2 separate regions of the Columba livia genome follow, and region 1 is linked to region 2. Evidence: chromatin contacts called from public Hi-C data. All regions are on one chromosome and are shown on one strand. The core of a region is the stretch at or near the end of the contact, and the rest is flanking DNA. Distances in the headings are between cores, read along the strand shown. Region 1 overlaps LOC102096032 (glycogen phosphorylase B). Region 2 holds the start of ABHD12 (abhydrolase domain containing 12, lysophospholipase).

Region 1 (4,703 bases), core at 1,625-4,124, 61 kb before region 2:
TGACCTGTCCTTGTCTCCAATGCCTTTGGGTGCTTGTGGTGGCGCAGCAGGATGTGCATGGGGTCCTGCTGCAGGCTGTCCCCTTCCATTCCTTCTGCATGTGGATTTCCCCTGACAAATATTTCCAGTGGCACTGGTTGTGGCATCTCCTCACCCCTGTGCACAGCACACTGTAGCACATGTGGGTGAGGTTCCTTGCAGAGTGACCATGCTCTGTTCTTTCAGCTTGCTTCCTGGACTCCATGGCCACGCTGGGGCTGGCAGCATATGGCTACGGCATCCGCTATGAGTTTGGTATCTTCAATCAGAAGATTGTTGATGGCTGGCAGGTACATTGACAAACTCAAGTCATGCTATCTCTGTCTGTTTTATGTTGTGGTGGCCACCTCTGCCTGTGGACAAGCCCTGGCCACACGAACAGCACTGAAGTACTTTGAGCTGTCCATAAACTGGGCATTTGAGCCCATCACCTGGTGCCAAATGGGCAGTCACATCCTACCACTTGTGCTGACCCCAGGGCTCTGACCATCTGAGCAAAGAGAAGTGATGAAGATGCTGGGGGTGCATGTGTGGCCGGAGTTCACCCATGGCCATGTGCAAGCTCATCCATGCCAGTCACCAACCCAGCAAGATGGTGCTGAAGCTGAGCCCTCAGGGCTTGGCTGGGACCAGAGTTCTCACTGCCAAGGGCTCCACAGCACAGCTGCAACAATGCCCAAGTCCCGTCCAGCGTGGCAGTGAGTGGGCAAGGAGTCAGGCTGACGATGGAGATGTGGACAAACACCTCATGAAAGTGCCTGGTGGAGTTTGAACTTGATGGAACACGTGCAAGTGCCAGGGTTGCTGCTGCTCCTGCAGGTTTCCTGGGAGACTGGCAGCAGAGGCTTAAACAGGGACTCTCCCGTTAAGTTAAAATTGGCTAAAAAACTGCTCCAGCTGGGGCAGTCTTAATTAGTGTATGTCTGGAAATGCTTCTAAGCATAAAAGACCTTTTTTTCCCTTTAAAGTAGCTCTCCTTAAGTCAGGGAGGGTGAGAGGATTGTTTTTTCCTCCTTCCCCACAAAGAAGCTGCAGTGCTAGGCCCTATAAATGGTGAAAAGAGGGGAAAAAAAAGCATCCACTGTAACTGGCTTAATGTGACTTTAAAAAGAATGGTGATGGCAATGCTGGGTCGTGGCTCTGACTTGCCCCACCTGGCAGAGCAGCACCTGCAGGCACAGAGCATCTCTCCCAGTGCCTTGGACCCTCTGGTTTCTGGTGCACACCTACCTCCGTGGCTCTGCTGAATTCACTTCACTCGCATTGAGGAGAAGAGAAATCCTCTCTGGAAGAGGGCAGAGCAGTTAGTAAGATCTGGGTTACAGGGGGTGGTTTGTGGCCAGGAACAGCATCAATGAGCTTCTAGGGAACCACATCCCACATATCCCACTATCATGGTGAAATTGGATGTAAAGGCCTTGAGACAGACTGAATGCAGCCATCTGTGCTGGGTGGTTTAAACCTGTACAGGTCTGCAAAGCCAATAGAGGCTGTTTTATTTATACCAGCTGGGATGTAGTCATCCATGTTTTGAAAAGCCCAGCTGTCCTCTAGAGGCCTCTGCATATCCATTTTTAAAGCCAGCTTACTAAAGCTTTGCTTTTAAACTGATCTCCCTTTGGAGAGCCTAGTTTATCTGTCACTTGGAGAAACAAGCCATCACTTGAACCCCATTTGCCTCTTGCAGGTGGAGGAGGCTGATGACTGGCTACGCTATGGCAACCCCTGGGAGAAAGCTCGCCCTGAGTACATGCTCCCCGTGCATTTCTATGGTCGCGTAGATCACACCTCTGAGGGTGTGAAGTGGGTCGACACACAGGTACTAACATCTCTCTGGGTGCTGGGCTGGGGGAGGATGGGCCAAGGTAGCTTGGAGAGGGAGAGTCTGTCCCCGGGTTACCTGAGGTGGTCAGAATTTGCTTCTCTCTCCATCTGGCAACACTCACTCTGCTACCCATACAAAGGTGACTTGGTTGGCTATGGCTGCAGCAGGATTTGAGGAAAAAGAGGGATGATTATAGAATCATAGAATAGTTTGGGTTGGAAGAGACCTTCAAAGCTCATCTAGTCCAAGCCCCCTGCAATGAACAGTAAAATCTTCTACTAGATCAGGTTGCCCAGAGCCGGCATCCATCTGGGCTTTGAATGTTTCCAGGGATGGGGCATCTACCACCTCTTTGGTCAACCTGTTCCAATATTTTACCACCTTCATTGTAAAAAATCTCTTCCTCTTGTCGTGATATTTGGTCACTGCTGTAACTTCAGATCAGTTGGGGCCTCCTTCTCTACTCATTTCCAGGGCGCAGCCCTACAGTCTTGCATGGATTTATGTTGGCAGAGGGTGATATCCCTGGCAGCTGTGTCAGTCTCCTTCAGTACTGTTTCTGGTTACCACTCACTCAAATCCAGTGTTTTTGCAGGTGTTTCTGGTTCTGCTGCTGTGGGTAGAGATTCATCTTGTGGGGTGGCCATCGGTGTTTAATGCCTGTGATCAGAATAAGTTCTTTTCCAGAGCAGCCTGATGTGGAAAGTGCTGTCAGGGGAGGCTGGTGCCATGGTTTCAAGTCTCCAGTCTGCCTGGAGGGCTTGTTTTGTGGCACCATGGAGAGCAAATGCTTCTTTGGCCTCCCATAGCTGGGGAGATAATGCTGTCATTCAGGAGTACGTGCCTGCTCAGAGCACAAGCTGCTGCATGGTAAATGCATTCCAGTCTTACGGCTGAAGAAGGCAAGCTTTAAAGAGGCACAGATTTATTAAGGGAACTGAAGATGTTTCTGCTTCTCCTGTCTAAGCACTGCCCAGGTTGGAGGAAGGAAAGACTATGAACTTCTCTGGGATTCAGGATCGTGACCCAGCCTTGTTCCCATGATGTTCAAAGTCTCTCAGCATGATAAGCCAACTCTGTCCATCTGAGGAGTGCACTGTCATAAAGCCAAGACATTCTCTTCAGTGCCAAGAGCTGAAGCTCAGTTGCAGTGTCGCCCACTCAGAGGAGAAATAAAATGTCCTTTTCCAGGGACCCTAGTTGTGGAAGTCTGTGCAGTGACCAAGGACATTTCTAGGACACGCAGTGCAGAGGTTCAACACCACAGCCCCATAAGCAGCATGAAGGCACTGTGCCAGAGCTCTCTGGGGAAGCAGACCCATGGATCAAGTGCCGTTGTCTTTCAATGTGCTCCTTTTCTGACCCTGGCGGTAGTCCAGGGTTTCAGGGATCCCAAGCAGTGCAGTGGAAACACTCCTTCCCACAAGGAAGTGAATCTTCAGATAGTGCCATTAAGGGAACAAGTTAGAAAGGCTCAAAAAAGCCAAAGATGTAGTCTCCAAATATAGCGTTGCTCAGTTCATGTAATGTGCAGCCAGTCCTGTGGCTCAGGCAAGGCAGGCTTTCTGCCTGCTTCCATGTTCAGAGCTTCTAATAGCAGCTTTGAGTGCCTGAGCTTTTGCTGATTCTCCCCAGCGGGGACGTGTTGCCGACACCAGCATGAAGAGGCTGTTCAGGGCTAACATGCTGATCTGCCTGGCTTTTCCCTGCCCTGTGAGCACAGCTCCTTCAGTTCTGTGCTGCCTCTCACTTCTTCAAGAAGCATTTGGACAACGACCTCAGACACATGGTGTGAATTTTAGGCTGGTCCTGTGCAGGGACAGGAGTTGGACATGATGATCCTTGTGGGTCCCTTCCAGCTCAGGACCTTCTATGATTCTGTGATCTTTGCTTGGGGACAGCTTCTGGCTGCTGTGCCAGTGCACACTGACTTGTTCAGGAGGATACTGGCTCCTTTTGCCAGTGTAAGAGAGGCAGCCCAGGCTCCATGCTGCAGCATCTGGGCCTTGCGCTGCAAGCACCATTCAGCTCTGCTGGCATAAGCCTTCAGCTTCTTTGCTCCAGGGTGCCGCACCTCACTGCTCGGCAGGTCTGAGGACATGCAGATGTTGACACAGCAGTGAGCTGGAGCACACAATCTTGGAAGCACACCCATGCCTTGCCTGTCTAGTTTAATCTGAGCTGGGAGACCCAGTATTATGCCCTGTAGCCATGTGTGCAGCACCCTGATGCTTAAGCGTCATCTGAAGCATCATTGCCGACCCCATGCAGTGCTACAGGCTCAGGAAAGAGTGGCTGGAAAGCTGCCTGGCATAAAAGGATCTGGGGGTGTTGATTGACAGCAGCTGAATATGAGCCAGCAGTGTGTGCCGGTGGCCAAAAAGGCCAACAGCATCCTGGCTTGTATCAGGAACAGTGTGGCCAGCAGGACTAGAGAAGTGATCGGCACTGGTGAGGCCCCACCTCAAATACTATGTGCAGTTTTGGGCCCCTCACTGTAGGAAAGACAATGAGGTGCTGGAGAGAATTCAGAGAAGGGCAACAAAGCTGGTGATGGGTCTGGAGCACAAGTCTGATGAGGAGCAACTGAGGGAACTGGGGCTGTTTAGCCTGGAGAAAAGAAGGCTGAGGGGAGACCTTATCACTGTCTACAACTACCTGAAAGGAGGTTGTAGCATGGGGGGTGTTGGTCTCTTCTCCCAAGTAGCAAGTGACACGACAAGAGGAAATGACCTCAAGTTGCACCAGGGGACATTTGGATTGGATATTGGGGAAAAGTTCTTGCTGGAAAGGGTTGTCAGGCATTGGAACAGGCTGCCCAGGGAAGTGGTGGAGTCAC
Region 2 (4,819 bases), core at 1,730-4,229:
CTATTTCAACAATGAGCATGCTGCTAAGAACAGTTTGCTGTGGCACAAGTCCCCAGTTCCACGTATTACACCACCTCCAGCATCCCAGCAACCTTGCAGCGGAGTTTTCATCTCCTTACAGCTTCTGCAAGCTGAGGAGTAAAACTGATGTACAACACTGAAAACACCATCACAATCAAATGCTAATTTTATAGCCAGTGGTATAAGGAATACTGCAATAACAGCATGACTTTGCATATTAAGAGATGAGGATATAGATCATCACTCAGCAGCTTGTTAGACAAATAACTGGCCACAGTCAGGGTAATCCCAAGGGAGGTCCACTGTGTACGTACCCTTTTTATGTTCATCTTTAAACACCCGCTGTTGTCCACTGCTGAAGGTGAGGTACTGGTCTAGGGAGCTGTATGACCTGACTCAGGGTGTTTGTTCTGGATGACAACCTTATCTCTGGGCATCATACTTTCTTCTGCCCAGACCTCCCATTCCTGCATGCTCAGATTCACACTTCAGCAGTATATTTGTTACCCTGTAGAAAAACATAACTGGATGGTACTTGCAGACCCAGACATCTTGCCTGAAGGCTCACAAAGTAAGGAAGTCAAAGGAGGTCCACTGAACATCAGTAAGAAAGACAGACAACTCAACCCACAACAGCAGAAAAGAAAAACCAACACAAGTACAGAAGTGAGCGATTGTTGCACTTTGCACTTTTACTCAGTTAAAAACACAGACACCATTTTAGCAACACTGCACAAGATGATCTACAGGACCTTTTTTTTTAATAAAAATAGTTTCTCAAAATGTGGAAAAAGGAAAGCGAGTTCCAAACAAAGCTTTCCTACAATGTCAAGAGTTTCAGAAACACTGTTGTATGGAATACAGTACCTAAGAAAGAAAGAAAGGCCCCAAAATACATACAGGACACTTCAGGGATTTCTGAAACAGGCTTTGAAGGGTCAACATGGAGAAAAGTGATAAAAATTTGCCTGCTGACCATTTTTAAATGCACAAATGGAGAAATAAATACAAGAAGACTTTCCACAGATTGGATGTTTTCCCTGCTTTTAGCTTGGCTTTTACAACACAGTATCTAACAGCTGTGCTATGTCTGGTTTCCACAATATCCTGCAATATGTGGCCTTTAGACTTGCTCAGTACTCATCACTGAAGTATTTCTCCTTCAGTAAAAAGCACTTGAATGTCATTCACAATGTTGAAGAAGTTAATAAGCTATCATCCGATTACCTTAGAAGTTACCCTCTTGGACAAATGGAATAAATATGCTGAATTTTTAAATATTACAAAAGCAAAGTACTGACAAGACTCTGATCTATTGCACAGTCACTGGAGGGATCAACCCAGCGCCATCTTCAATTACCAAAAGTTTGTCATAACAGAGATCACTGAAAACATCCAAAGGTTTACCTTCAGGGCATAAAGTTGAATAGCTACTACCCAATAAAAGAAATAATATTTTAAAGCCTCTGTCTTTGAACATTACAAAAACCCATGCCATGAACAGGAAAAAGTTATTTTTAAACATTAATTTTGTCTACGAGAACAGAGAAATTTTACCAGGGAAACAGCCACATTGGCTCATTTTTTAGAAATCCACCGATAAGCACTCTCTTTTTTTTAACAACCTGCTGTATTCCCAAAGCACAGCAATTTGGCTTCAACTACCCAAACCACACAGCTCTTTTGATCATTAAATATTCTTCACACTTACAAAACACAGTCAAAGAAAAGCACTATGCTGGTGTAGATTAAGCTAAAAGGTTGCGCCTTTTCCTTCCCAAACCTCTGCAACTGTGAGTCAGTCTTCACTGCGTACTCCATCCCCTGAAATCTTGCGTGAAGGTTTCAGCTTAAAATCTGCAACAATGGAAGATGCTTATATCTTTGTATAGAGGAACACAGCACAAATATACACAAAATGTTTAAAACGTTAACACAGCTAGTAAAAATTCACAGCTAAACTCTTTTCAACAGAGCCACACGTAAAAGTTTCTCCCATCAACACCTAAATCCAATTCATTTATTGGCCTACCTGCAGGCCCCTGCTCCTCCACACTCTCTGATGGATAAGATTTTGTGCTAGCCACTTTTTGGGGAGAGAATGCCTGCCTACATGAAGTGGGCTGGACGAAGCAACCCTCAGGTATGAAAACACAATACTTCTAGCCTTTGTTACGCAAATCTGCGTCTGCAGGACCCACTACCAGCCCATCCTCTAATTAGTTAGATGTACTGAGAACTCGAAAGCATCCGAGGAGGGGACAGCATCTGCTCACCCGGCACACAAGGGCCCGAGCAGTGTAACCAACGTGCGAAACATCCCGAATTCCCACGTACTTTTCTGCCCCCAGGGCTCTTCGGTCGCGGGCTGCCGTGGTGCTGTGGAAAGGCGGAAAGACCCTTTTCCCTCTCCTTGCATAACACAGCCCCGCCACCACCGCCGCTCCCATCATCCTCCCGATCTGTCCCCGTCATCCCCGCCACTAGGCTGAGGAGATGCCCGAGGCTCCGCTCCCCGCCAGGCCACCGGTGGTCCCCGGTGGGGAGGACCGAGAGGCGCTGCGGCCGCAGGCCTGCCGGACAGCGGGGTTGCCGAGGACGGGGGTCCCTCCAGCTAGGTGCGGCGGGCTCAGCAGGAACCGGGGGCGTGGGGGACAACAAAGCCTGGCGCGGGGACGCCACCGCGGCGGCGCTCACCTGCCCAGCGGTCGCTTCATGCCCGTGTCGGCAGCGGGCAGGCGCAGGCTGTGCCTTAGGCTGCAGCCCTTGTCGAGGGGCACGGGCGCGGCAGCGGCGCGCTCATGCTCCACCGTGACCGACTCGTTGCGCTTCCTCATGCCGAAGCGGCGGCGACCGGGGCGGCGGAGACGGCAGGAGCAGCGCGGCTCACTGCCACCGCTCGCCCTGCGCCGCGCTCGCGCCGCACCACGCCCTGCCCCGCCTCACCTGCGCCCCCGCCAATCCCCGCCTCCGGAGCGGTCTCGCGAGGAAGATGCTGCTTGCCAGTACTTCAGAGGGACCGCGGCGCCATTTTTACTGTGGGTAAAAGCGCCGGCTGCCATTTTGTTGGCAGCTGGAGGTGAGGCCTTGGGATGCTCTGTTGGTGCGTGTCACAGGGCAGGGACCCGGGAGACACCGCCGCTGTCATCCTGGAAACCTGCGGGTGGCTGGAGCTGCTGGCACCCCGGTACTTGGGATGGACACCTGGCTTGTGGAGTTGTTGCTCACAAGGGGAGATGAGCCTGGCGTCATGAAACTGCTGCTGCTGAAGAGCTGGTGGAACGTGGGGAAACATGGCAGCTGTGAATTAAAGAAACCACCTGGTCTGCCTGTGCACTGTGAGACCCTGCCCAGTGCTAGAGGCAACAGCATTTGAGCATGGAGAAATGGCTGATATGGATGCAGAGAGAGGCAAAACTAGGAGCAGCCCTGACTGTTAGATTCAGTAGCAAGGACAGGCAGGAATGAACCACTGAGATGACACAGATAATCATAGCCTTGGTCCCTGAACAGTCAGAGATCATTGCCTCTATTTCGTCTTCCAGAACTTTTTCTGAAGCAAAGTTACAGAATTCATTGTCCCCCCTTCCATTCTGTAGCCCTATGGAGAGGTTACAATACCACTCTGGAAAGCATGTCTTCATCTGCTGATCTCTACAGATGCACAGAGGCAAGGCTAACTTGCTACAGAGCTTCCCTAGCAATAGCTGGTGGCTGTGCTGTCCATACCGTTGGGGAGCAGGACAGCAATGCACTGCAGAAAGCAGCCACGCTCAGGTGTTCTGCCTCCCACTGCTGCTGCTGGGCTGATGTATTTGGGTACCTTCTGTGTTCCTGTAAAGTAAAAAAGTGAAGCAATTACAGGAAAACGGCTCTTCGGACAAGTAATCTCAGCTGTCTTGCATCCATTTCTTCTGATTTACTCCTGACTAATCCTGTACCTGACGGAACATGGAGATTAAAGAGAAATACATTAATTAATTAATCCCAGCAGCAAAGAGAAAGGCAGTGGACCAAAAAGGGGGAAGCAATTGTTAAAATGCAAGCCTCAACTCTCAGCAGTTACAGATAGCTAGCGGAAAGTACTGTGTAATGTGCTGATACGTGCTTTGTCATGTCTCCGGAAGCTTCTCCTAGCATTTGTGACCTTTTAGCGATTTTTCTCTCAAGCAGATCATAATTGCTAAAATTTTCAGCCAGGCTTTTGGAAAAACTGGTTGTTCTCTTGCCTGCTTTGAGCAAGAGGGTGTTCCTGTTCCTCTGATTTTGTTTCATTTCCTACATCTCATTGGTACAACTCAATGCTGCAATTGGGTATTGTTAGCCACGTGTTAGGAGCTTTGCCTGGTGACAACATGTCATCAGTGGTGGTCCCTCCAAAAGCAGGCTCTGCAAAGGCTGCATGGGGCTCCTTGGGAGTGACAGTACAGTCCTGTGAAGAGGCACTTGCCAGCTGCTACTACACTTTGACACATGGGACTCACGTGTCGTAAGTCCTCTGAGATGCTTCCAGGTGAAGTTTATTACTGAGAGGGACGATTAAGGAAAATTACTTGAAAGTCTGTCTTTGTGGCATGGGCCTTAATACTGGTTGGCTTTTTTTCTGTGCTAGGAAGAAGACAAGCAAGTATTTTCTTGAGGCAACCTTAAGCTATTCTCAGCGTTTCTAAAGGCTTTTCTTCCTTAACCATGCACAAATATAAACAGGTGCTTGTTTGGTCACTCTCATCACATGACATTTTTAAGATTCATAAATCACCACATGATTTTTTTTTTTTTGTGGAAAATCCTGTAGGCT

What was found. A called contact is a pair of places that touch in the nucleus more often than the background predicts.
Region 1: a Hi-C map of liver shows a contact between it and region 2, with 4 times the contacts expected there. The contact joins the enhancer-like site here to the promoter of ABHD12 in region 2. A contact is called at or near these places in 2 of 2 Hi-C or Micro-C datasets (crop and liver).

What each region holds. Positions count from the first base shown.
Region 1 is chr3:109,460,607-109,465,309 of bColLiv1.pat.W.v2, reverse strand. LOC102096032 (glycogen phosphorylase B) reads left to right here. Exons shown (of 19, transcript XM_065058974.1): 4 at 226-329; 5 at 1,727-1,858. Among named protein-coding and RNA genes, the nearest start is that of ENTPD6, 26 kb to the left of the region's middle. Within about 2 kb of position 2,874, at least 1 of the 3 cell types and tissues checked has an H3K27ac peak away from gene starts, as active enhancers do.
Region 2 is chr3:109,400,070-109,404,888 of bColLiv1.pat.W.v2, reverse strand. It overlaps ABHD12 (abhydrolase domain containing 12, lysophospholipase), which reads right to left and starts at 2,979. Exons shown (of 14, transcript XM_021300576.2): 1 at 2,719-2,979; 2 at 2,359-2,400. The coding sequence starts at 2,858.